Linked DNA regions of Mus musculus: region 2 is linked to region 1. A link is a contact called in public promoter capture Hi-C data. All regions are on one chromosome and are shown on one strand. The core of a region is the stretch at or near the end of the contact, and the rest is flanking DNA. Distances in the headings are between cores, read along the strand shown. Region 1 holds the start of Hspb8 (heat shock protein 8). Region 2 has its middle 14 kb from the start of Gm30028.

The links. Promoter capture Hi-C pulls out the DNA fragments that hold promoters and counts their contacts.
Region 2: a contact with region 1 is called in a promoter capture Hi-C map of hippocampal neurons, with 3 times the contacts expected there. The contact joins the enhancer-like site here to the promoter of Hspb8 in region 1. A contact is called at or near these places in 1 of 39 promoter capture datasets (hippocampal neurons) and 4 of 115 datasets of contacts at active chromatin or transcription factors (VIP interneurons, astrocytes, embryonic basal ganglia and 1 more).

What each region holds. Positions count from the first base shown.
Region 1 is chr5:116,420,092-116,424,870 of GRCm38.p6, reverse strand. Hspb8 (heat shock protein 8) reads left to right here and starts at 2,007. Exons shown (of 3, transcript NM_030704.3): 1 at 2,007-2,758. The coding sequence starts at 2,392. Gm42009 (a long non-coding RNA gene) reads right to left here and starts at 1,878. Exons shown (of 2, transcript XR_878709.3): 1 at 1,450-1,878.
Region 2 is chr5:117,029,427-117,034,606 of GRCm38.p6, reverse strand. No RefSeq gene overlaps it. Among named protein-coding and RNA genes, the nearest start is that of Gm30028, 14 kb to the right of the region's middle. Within about 2 kb of position 2,211, at least 13 of the 459 cell types and tissues checked have an H3K27ac peak or open chromatin away from gene starts, as enhancers often do. A contact at or near this core is called in VIP interneurons and hippocampal neurons, where this site is marked.

The sequences.
Region 1 (4,779 bases), core at 758-3,257:
TTTCCTAGCAGGATGGAGGAGCAGAGGTTTCTAGAAATGGTTCTCCCTGGATCTGGGCTTTCAAAATATCCCACCTGGAGACCAGTGCATCTAGATACTTGTTATTATTTGAAATAAAGATATAACCCCAGCATGGTGCTGGTCTGTAGTCCAGCCTGCACAGGAGGCTGAAGCAGGAAACTTACAAGTTCAAGGCCAGCCTAAGCTGAGAGTGAGGTCAAGGCCAGTCTAGGTAGACTACTGAGATGTTATTTGAGAGTAAAGAATAAGGAAATAAAAAAGTCTCTTTATCTGCTTACATAAACCCACTTATACACACACACACATGCGTGCACACTACAGATTAGGATTTCCTCTGTGAGGAATAGCATAGTAGGACAACATAGTAACATTTAAAAGAATAACGAGAGGGACATATTAGGTAATGAGGAAGGATAGAATGTAGGCAAAGGACACATAAGTCATGAAAGATATTAGAAACATATTTTTTTTTCCTAGTTTGCATCCCATCACAGATTTGGTGTGTGTGTGGAGTGGTTCTATGTATGTACAGGGTTCATAAAGGGGGTTCCAGGGCACGGCTGTTCTGTGTACAGGGGTTCGCTGAAATGGATAGCATTTGGGACTAGGCAGATGTTCAAGCTTCACCCCACTGTGTCATGTTTTTATTTATGAACCCATGGCGACAAATGATTTTACAGAAGGAGGAGGATTAGAGGTGCAGCTAGCTCTGTGCTGAAATTCTTTCCAGAATGTATAAGGCAGTCAATGAAAAAAAAAAAAGTTTTCTGATGACTTATGACCATTAACTCTCCTGCCGAATGGGACAGTCATACAGTCCTGGAGCTTGTAGCTCTCAGTGCGCGGAAGAGGAGGGTTCCACCACCTGTTTATGAAGCACTTATGAGCAAACATTATGCAACCGATAAGTTGAAAGTTGAAAACTTAAAAGCACAGACTCCTCTCCGAAGTCTATGATGTCACGCATTCCTGACGACACGTCCCAGAGCAGGTTCCTCTCCTGCCCCATTCCACAGGTGGAAAACAGGCAGCTCAGACATGCCTTGGAGTTATATTGCCTCTGATAGAAACTCTTCCCTTGACCAAACTGCAGGCAGACTCCTCCTTGGAGGCCCAGGGGTGCATTCTCTTCACCCAGTTTTAACAAGAACAAGTCAGTTTAGACACAATCCCTATAATTCCATCACCCCCTGATCACCTCTTCCCATGCTTGATCAGTGGTTTTCAAAGCGAGAGCTGGCCACCCCAGTCTGTAGATATAGAGGACTCCAGTTAGATCAGTTTATCCAGAATTCCCTCTGGTCCCTGGATTCCCCCCTGGTCATTTCCCATCCATTGGCCCCCATTCTGCCTCCAGGCTGTAAATCCTCAGTGGCTCAGGCTGTGCTGGGAGTTGAACCCGATCTGTTTTCTCACCCCAAGACCTACCTATCCCAATAGACTCTGACTGACAACGTCCCTCTTTTCATAACTTAAACTGCCGTTTTTTAAAATTTCGTTCTCAGAAGTCTGAGGCTGTAAGACTTGGGCCATACTGTAAGTGGGGATTCCTTGTACTTCTTGATCCAATGAGGGGCTGTCTCTCTTCTGCGAGTCCCTAGAGTAGGAGGCAAGACAGAACATGCACTGAAGATGGTATTTCCAGAGTGTGACCTGAGCCCTCAGCCAGGCGGAGGGTTATTAATAGTCTGGCTTTAGTGCCCTGCGGGGCACGGGTGGATGGAGTGGACGCTGCTGGAGGCAGAGGGAGGGCGGGGGCGGAGCGGAGCAGGAGGAGGAGGAGAGAGTGCCTGAGAGGCTGGCTGGACCCGGACGCCACGGCCCCTCCCAGCTCCCCACCCGCTCCCAGAGCCCAGTTGTTCTCTCAGCGGATTCTCAGGGACTGGTTCATCACCTTTGAATACTCCTGTGACAGGAGGCGCTTGCAAAACCCGCCCCCAGCCCCCAGCAGCAAATAAATAGAAGGCTCCCAGCCCAGAAGCCAGGAGAAGTTTCTAGGCTCGCGAGTCCCCGAGCTTTATTAAACTCCTGGCTGTGCTCAAGACCTCAGCAGGCTTTGGCTGGGAGCCGGGGCAGCCTGGGAGGAAGGCAGCCGGTGGCTTACTGATAGCCAAGCGAGAGAGAGAGGCCCTCTGGGATTCTGCTGGGCCCGCTTAGGGAGGGGGTCACCTTTGTAAGCCAGGACCCCAGCTCAATTCTGGGCAGCCAGCGGATGGTTGGGCTCGTGGCTGAAGGAAGATCAGCATTTTCTGAAGTGGAGAACTAAATTCTGAAAGCCATCTCAAGCCACATCACCTTGCTGTGTGACCTTTGGGTAGGTGGCTCTGTCTCTCTGAGCCTCTGTTTCCCCCTCTAAGTTCGACCAACATCATGGCTGACGGGCAATTGCCTTTCCCGTGCTCCTACCCAAGCCGCCTGCGCCGAGACCCCTTTCGGGACTCACCGCTCTCCTCCCGCCTTCTGGACGATGGCTTTGGCATGGACCCTTTTCCAGACGACTTGACAGCCCCTTGGCCAGAGTGGGCTTTGCCTCGGCTCTCCTCTGCCTGGCCTGGAACCCTAAGGTCTGGCATGGTACCCCGAGGGCCTCCAGCCACAGCTAGGTTTGGAGTGCCCGCTGAGGGCAGGAGTCCCCCACCCTTCCCTGGGGAGCCTTGGAAAGTGTGTGTCAACGTGCACAGCTTCAAGCCGGAAGAGCTGATGGTAAAGACCAAGGATGGATACGTGGAAGTTTCAGGTGAGTCGGGGCGGGCAGGGTCCTGCTTGTGTGTGTGAGTGTGTGTGTATGAGTGAGTGTGTGTGTGTGTTGTGTGCTCGCATGTGCGCCATCACAGGTTCAGCCCAGAAAGAACTTCAGTAGAAGGGACCTGTGACAGACCACATGGCACAGGTGATCTCAGGGCTCAAGAATGCAACCCACAATGTTACCTTCAGAGACAAGTGTTTCTCAGTGGGCAACAGAATGAGTTTGGATATGACGTAGTAGCTGGGGTCCTCAGGACCCTGTGCCCCACCCGAGAGCTGGCAGAAGCCAGGCTAGACATTTTGAAATAGATAATTTAATATAAAGAATAAATGGATGCACCTAGGACTTCTGGAGACATGGGGAGAGGGGTTAGCACACTGACTCGCCGTGCGATCACTAGACAAGGAGACTAAAGTTGGATGGTAATGTCTGCAGTATGGCTCCTATCCTCGGCGAAGAGCTGTCTGCCAGGCGATATGCTGAACCACGACTTCAGCATCACATAGCACTTGTGTTAGTACAACCATACAACCAGAGGACAGGGTTTGTGTGTCCACATCTCCCTTTTGTACTTTAGGAAACGGAGGAACATAGAGGATTAGCATAATTTGTATTTGTTCAAGGTAGCAAAGGGTTCAAACCCAGGAAGGATATATATATATATATATATATATATATATATGTGTGTGTGTGTGTGTGTGTGTGTGTGTGTGTTATATGTAATATATATGTGTGTGTAATATATATGTAATATATATATATATATACATACATATATATATATATATATATATATATATATATATATATATATATATATATGTATATATATATTTCCTCTGGCCCTTCACCCCATGGCTGTCTACTCCCCTTCTTGCAGCTGAGGAGGCCTAGTTCCAGGACATACAGTGAGTCAGCAGAAAGGCCAGAGCAGAGCCTAGGCCTGGTCCCAGCAGCACTAGGCCCAGGGCTTTCCTTACCCCATTGCACTCTGGGAGAAAGAACACATACACAGGGGAAAAAAGACCGAGGGGACAGGAAGCTTGGCCCCTGGTAAGCTGGGCCTAGGCAAAGCTTTCCTCTGCCTCCCTCCCAATTAACAGGCCATTAAAAAGAGCTTGTTCTTGGCAGAGGCTTGTCAGCCAGAAAAATCAATAACAGCCCCGCTGTAAGCACTGGCTGGTCAGGGACAAGCCCCTGCAGTGAGCGAGGCTGTGTTCTAAAGCCGCTTGGAGTAGAATTGTAAACATCAAACGCTCTGAGTGTGGGTGTGGTGGGGCAAGCAGGCACTTAGCTCAGGGGGCGTGCTGATGTGGGTGTGGGCTCCCAGCACTGGCTGGCTGGCTGGCTGGCGAGCCAACACTGGTTCTGCCACTAGCTAACCAACAGGAAGGCTAATTATTTCTTCAGCGACCTTACTCTTTTTCTGGGCCTCCTGGGGTCCCCATGGGACCTCAGGAAGGATGGTGGTAGCCCCCAAGGTATCTTTATCTACATGGTAAATGCACAGATGGTGCCCAGGGTACTAACAGTTAGTTTGTTCTTGGTGGTCATAGTATGGGCACAAGGGAATGTTCTAGTAATAATAAATGATAGACACTCTTTGAAAGAGACCTGGGTTCAAATCCCATCTCTTCTGTGAGATAGCAGTATGGTTGCAGACTCAGAAGTCTTTTCATCACTCTGAGCCTCAGTGTTCTCATCTGCGCAATGGGGATTGTGACCATTCCTGTCAAGCAAGGCTACTGGGAAGATGTAGTAAATGCAGACCATATATCCAGAGTGCCTATAAAATGGAGTTAATGGCACATCCTGCTGACTGAGCTCATCATCACCCCACCTTGTTCTGATTTAATTATGATTAAATTAATTATAATCCAGAGGCTTCCAAATCACCCACACCCTGTAGTCTCTTCTCCATCCTCATTTGAAGCTGCTCCTTAACAGGTGGAGTCTGGCAGCCACAGGCTGAGGTCTCAGCCACAGATGGGCCTTAGTGATCCCAAGGTTCG
Region 2 (5,180 bases), core at 962-3,461, 610 kb before region 1:
CTTAGCTAGCGTTCTGTTGCTGAGATAAACACCCTGATCAGAAGCAGCTTGGAGAGGACAGGGTCTATCGTCTCTCGGAGACCACAGTCCTTCAATTTTTCAACTCCGTAGTCACAGAGTTGTGTGACCAACATGAAAATCTATGTCTAGGACATTTTGTCAACCAAAGAGACCACATACTTATTCTCAACTACACCTACTTCACACTCCATAAATTTGCTTTCTGTATCAGGGCTTGACACTTCTTGACATTTTATGAGAACAGAACGGAGGAAATGTATAGCCTTTCATTGCTGGATTATTTCTTTTAGCATAGTCTATTCATACTGATCACAAATAAGTACTTTATTCTTTTTGAGAGCTGACTAATATTCCATCTGACCTGTATACCCATCAGTTGACTAATATTTGGGTTTTTTCCAACATCATTCCTCCTGAAAGAGGAGTGACATTAAGTTCTGAGTTTTAAATATGTCTTATTCCTTGCCCAGGGATGGAGGGGGGTCCTGTCTGTTATGTTGGAGTGTCTCTGATGAGCATGATTCCTGGAGCAGAGCTGGTGTCTACCAGTTGGCTTTGTGCAGAAGAACACATCTGTCAATGCCTGCTGTAATAAATGGTGCCAGTCAGGCATCCGCTGCTCTCCTAGGCCTCCCGTTCACAGGATAGAACAAAATGGCGGTATTTTGGGTAAAAGAAAACACCATGAACTACTTTGGACTCGCTTCTTTTTGCTCATCTTGGTGTGTCTAGGAACTTTTAATTTAGCACCATGAGGGCTGGGAAAGATGGCTTAGCAAGCAAAAAACACTGAAGACCAGACTTCCATTCTTAGAACTCAGCTTGGTGGCTTGCATATGTCACCCCAGCCAAGATGGGAGAAGAGATAGAAGGACTGGCTAGAAGCTCATGAACGTACCATAGGGACAGAGTCAAGAGAGACTCTGCCTCAAAGTAAGATAGGAGGAAAGAACTGACACATAAAGAGTTGTCCTCTGGTCTTCACAAATGCACCGTGGAATGTGTATAGCTTTGTATGCAAATACCCACCACACACACAGACACACACACCATACCACATTTATACCCACATACATGCAAATACACACATACCACACAAATACTCCCATGCACACATACACTCTACACATATAACACATACATTCTCTCATATACACACCACACACAAACATACACCACACATATTCTCTCTCTCTCTCTCTCTCTCTCACACACACATACACACACACACACACACACACACACACACACACACCATACATACACACTACACACAATGCATACACTCTCTTTCACACACATACCACACATATATTCATGCACACATACACACTCACATGTACATAAATACATGTAACCAGCTGTCTGGAAGCCATTGCTATCATGCTCTCCCCACCATGGCGGGCTCTGAACAGTGAGTCCGAATAAGCCCTTCCTTCCTTAAATTACCTTGGGCAGACATTTTGTGCAGCAGGATGGAAATAAGTTACACAGAGAGAATAGTTTAAGATGAGGCTGGTCTGGGATGTACCATCTCTGTCTCTGTCGACTCTGGCACAGAGTACGAACGTGTTTGCTCTGTATCTATTCTGAATTCATAACCTATACATCTGGGGAAAGGCTATGACTCAGGCCATAACTATCCTTCTGTTTTTGGAACCTACAAGAGTTGAGTTGTTGCCCGGCAGTGGTGGTGCACGCCTTTAATCCCAACACTTGGGAGGCAGAGGCAGGCAGATTTCTGAGTTCGAGGCCAGCCTGGTCTACAGAGTGAGTTCCAGGACAGCCAAGGCTATACAGAGAAACCCTGTCTTCAAAACAAAACAAAACAAAACAAAACAAAAAACAGAGTTGAGTTGTTTTTTAAAAAAATCTATTTACTTGAATTTGGTGTGTATAACTGTTTTGCCTACTTGCATGTATGAACACGATGTAGGTGTTGAGAGCTGAACCATGGTCCCTTCCCAAGAGCAGGAAGTGTTCCTAACCTCTGAGCCATCTTTCTAGTTCTCTCCCTGTTTGCCTCACGGTGTCCTGGTTTCTTCTACCATCTGCAAGATGGGGCCCATTTGTTTAACCAAGCCATTATTTGACTGGATGCTGCACTGGCAGTTGTTCAACTCGAAGGGGCCCCTTCCAAAGGCCACGGTGTGCAAAGGCTGGCTTGGAGCCCACAGAGGCAGACTCGCTGCACTGCCAACTCCCCCTCCATCAGGGTAGCTCAGAACCCAGATGGTGGCCTCCAGAGGGACACCGCTAGGACAGATTTGCTTCCAGCAGGCGGATGGCTTTAGCTTCAGGAAACAGAGTAGATTTTCAGAGGAAGCCAGGGAGAGCAGATCTGGTTCCAGGAAGGGGTGTTGCCTCAGGCGCTCCCATGGAAAAGAAAAAAAATGGAGAAGCGGCAGATGGGGACTGTTGGCCGGGAAATGACGGTGCTCGTTCAATTAAAATATCAAATGAAGAAGTAATAGGAACAGGGTGTTTAGTAGTGGGCTTCTGATGGCTCAAACCAGGCTGACAGAGGCAGACGATCAAAGTTGCATCATCACAGGCACAGAAGAGATAGGTGGTCATGAAAGTTTCTGCCGCTTAAAATAGCCTCTCCCTTCTTCACTCTTTCAAAGCACCGAAGCATTGATGTCAGTTTAGCAGGTCAGTAGCTATTTATAACCACCACCTAAAGAACTTTCAAACACTATGCAAAGTCTAGAATAGTTCTTCTGTTTAGATTCCTCAGTTTCGAAGCCCTGTGAGTTCCATCCAGACTTGTGTGTGTGTGTGTGTGTGTGTGTGTGTGGTTCTGCTCAGTTTCTTCCAAGGAGAAGATGGAATGTGAGTTCCTGAGTGGCAAGGGCTGAAGGAGAGAGAGCAGCCAGTCAGCCCTTCTCGTACTCATTCTGCCTTTGAGAGAGGGTATTCGGTGGGCTCAGTGGGTCTCTTCCTCAGGACTCTTCTGATTCCTGAATAGAAATAAAGTCACGTGGCTGTGTTTAACAGCAAACTCTCATAGACCCCAGAGCATCATGGGATTGGATTATGGTAAGGCAGCCTTTTTTTTTTTTTTTTTTTTTTTTTTTTTTTTTTGGTGATCTCTATACTTCCCACGATGCTCTCTGAAGTGGAAACTTAAGGGTTTTTTTTGGAGAGTCAGTTGTACTGGATGGTATTTTCCTGGGGCAAACGTGATGTGAAGGAGTGTTTTCCTGAGGTGGATACGGCTGAAAGGCTAAGGCAGACTCATGAAGGAATGTTTCACTGAAGCAGACACAAGGAGAGAAGATGTTCTGCTTATGCAAGCATGTGAAAGGACGTGTGATGAAGGATTCTTTCCTGACAACACCCATGTCTTGGTCTTCCATAGACTGTGTAGTTGAACTCCATTTGTTGGGGCTCCATGGACTGGGGCTGATTGGAAGCACACGCTGAGGCAAGATCTGTGTTGAGGCAAAGCACATGGAGGACACGTGATGTCTGGAGGGTATACATAGAACTTGATGGAGTGATGGAGACGGAGCTTGGCTTGTTGGTACAACTAGCTGTGCAGTGCTTACAGGTCTCATGGCTTCGCTGATCTTAGCTTCCCTGAGAGAGGCACAGCCAAGCACTTCTCCTGGTGTTCCTTCTGGTCCCTCCTGCTGACTCAAGCCTAGGCTGAGGCCTGGCTGTCTCTGCTAGGCCATGTCACTGCTATTGCGGACCTGACTCTACCGAACTGGACTGCTGGTGTATCCATGAGGTGTTTGTGAGTGGATCAAGCTGCTGACCTGTGAACTGAACTACTGATTTCCAGAAAACACAGACAGGAGTTGCTCTAAAGAATCATTCTAAACAGGTCCACTTCCCCCCCCCCCCCACCCCAAACTTCCTTTCCTACTACCTCTGGTGGGTGGTGAGCTACAAGGGAGATTAAAGTGTTTAAGAACCTTCATAAGAATAGGATTTGAAAAAAAATTAAAGTTACACCTCTCTGCAGAGTAACTTCCTCTGCCCCTTTCCATTTTCTTCTCCCATTGTAAGAAGGAACCAAACTGAAGGCATTTTTACTCAAACTTCCATTTTGAATAGAGGAACAAATGAAGTTTCAGTTCTCAAGACCTCCCTGGATGACTTTCATCCTGGTTGGCAAGTTCAGACATGAATGTTGTGTAAGTTGCTCCAAGACAATTGAGTAAACCAACCATTGAGAATGGGAAGATCTGCCCACTTTGGGTGGCACCATTCCCCAGGAAGAGAAATTTAGAGCAGAGTAGCAGCCTGATTCTCCACTCTCTACTTCCTGATTATGGATGCCATGTACCGCAGAAGAAAACATCCCCTGGAAAGCTACCTATCCCTGAAAAATGTAACTGTAACTTGGCACAGATATTTGTGGTTTTCAGGCATAAGAACTCTGGAACATTCTGGCTTGGGGTCACAGTTCAGCTTTGGAGTCTCTTCTGTGTCCTCGATTGATCTCGAGTGTCTTAATTACAATAAAGTTTTGCTTTCTGTATTGACTTGGTGTTTGAGTTGTGTTGGCTTTAAGTGGACCCAATCACACTTTGATTTCTTTGTGGCTTGGACTGTTGGAAAGCCAATACAGACAGCCTCTGAGGCACTGTGCATTCCCTCACAATGACTTCTGTCTCTGTGGCAGGAACTGGACGGCAGTTAGCGGGGAGTCTCACTTCTCACCAATTTAAAACTTGTGTAAGGCTTAAGTTCCTGCCTTTGCTTACAAGGTTTTTATGTGAAATGAGCATTCACCAGGAGTGCCTTTGTGAGAGAGGCTTCCAGAAGATGTTCCCCAAGTTCTCATTAGCATATGCTAATTATGCATAATAACGAATTTCATTACATCATCATCCTACCTGGGTATAATGCATTTGATTTTGATTACATTAGCTCCTAATTACCCTCTGGTGCCTCTTCCACTTTCTCTGGTTTCCATCCTTTCCCAACTAACCCCCTTCTCTGTGTGTCTTGAACATGTATGTGTGCATATGCATGCCTGTGTGTGTTTGTGTGTATGGAGGCCAGAGGATAGCCTTAGCTGTCATTCCTTAGCTGCTTTCCACATTGTTTTCTGAGACATGGTATGTTGGCTTGAGTGAGAATGTTCCCCATAGGCTTATATGTTTAAGTATTTGGTCTCTAGTTGGTAGAATTATTTGGGA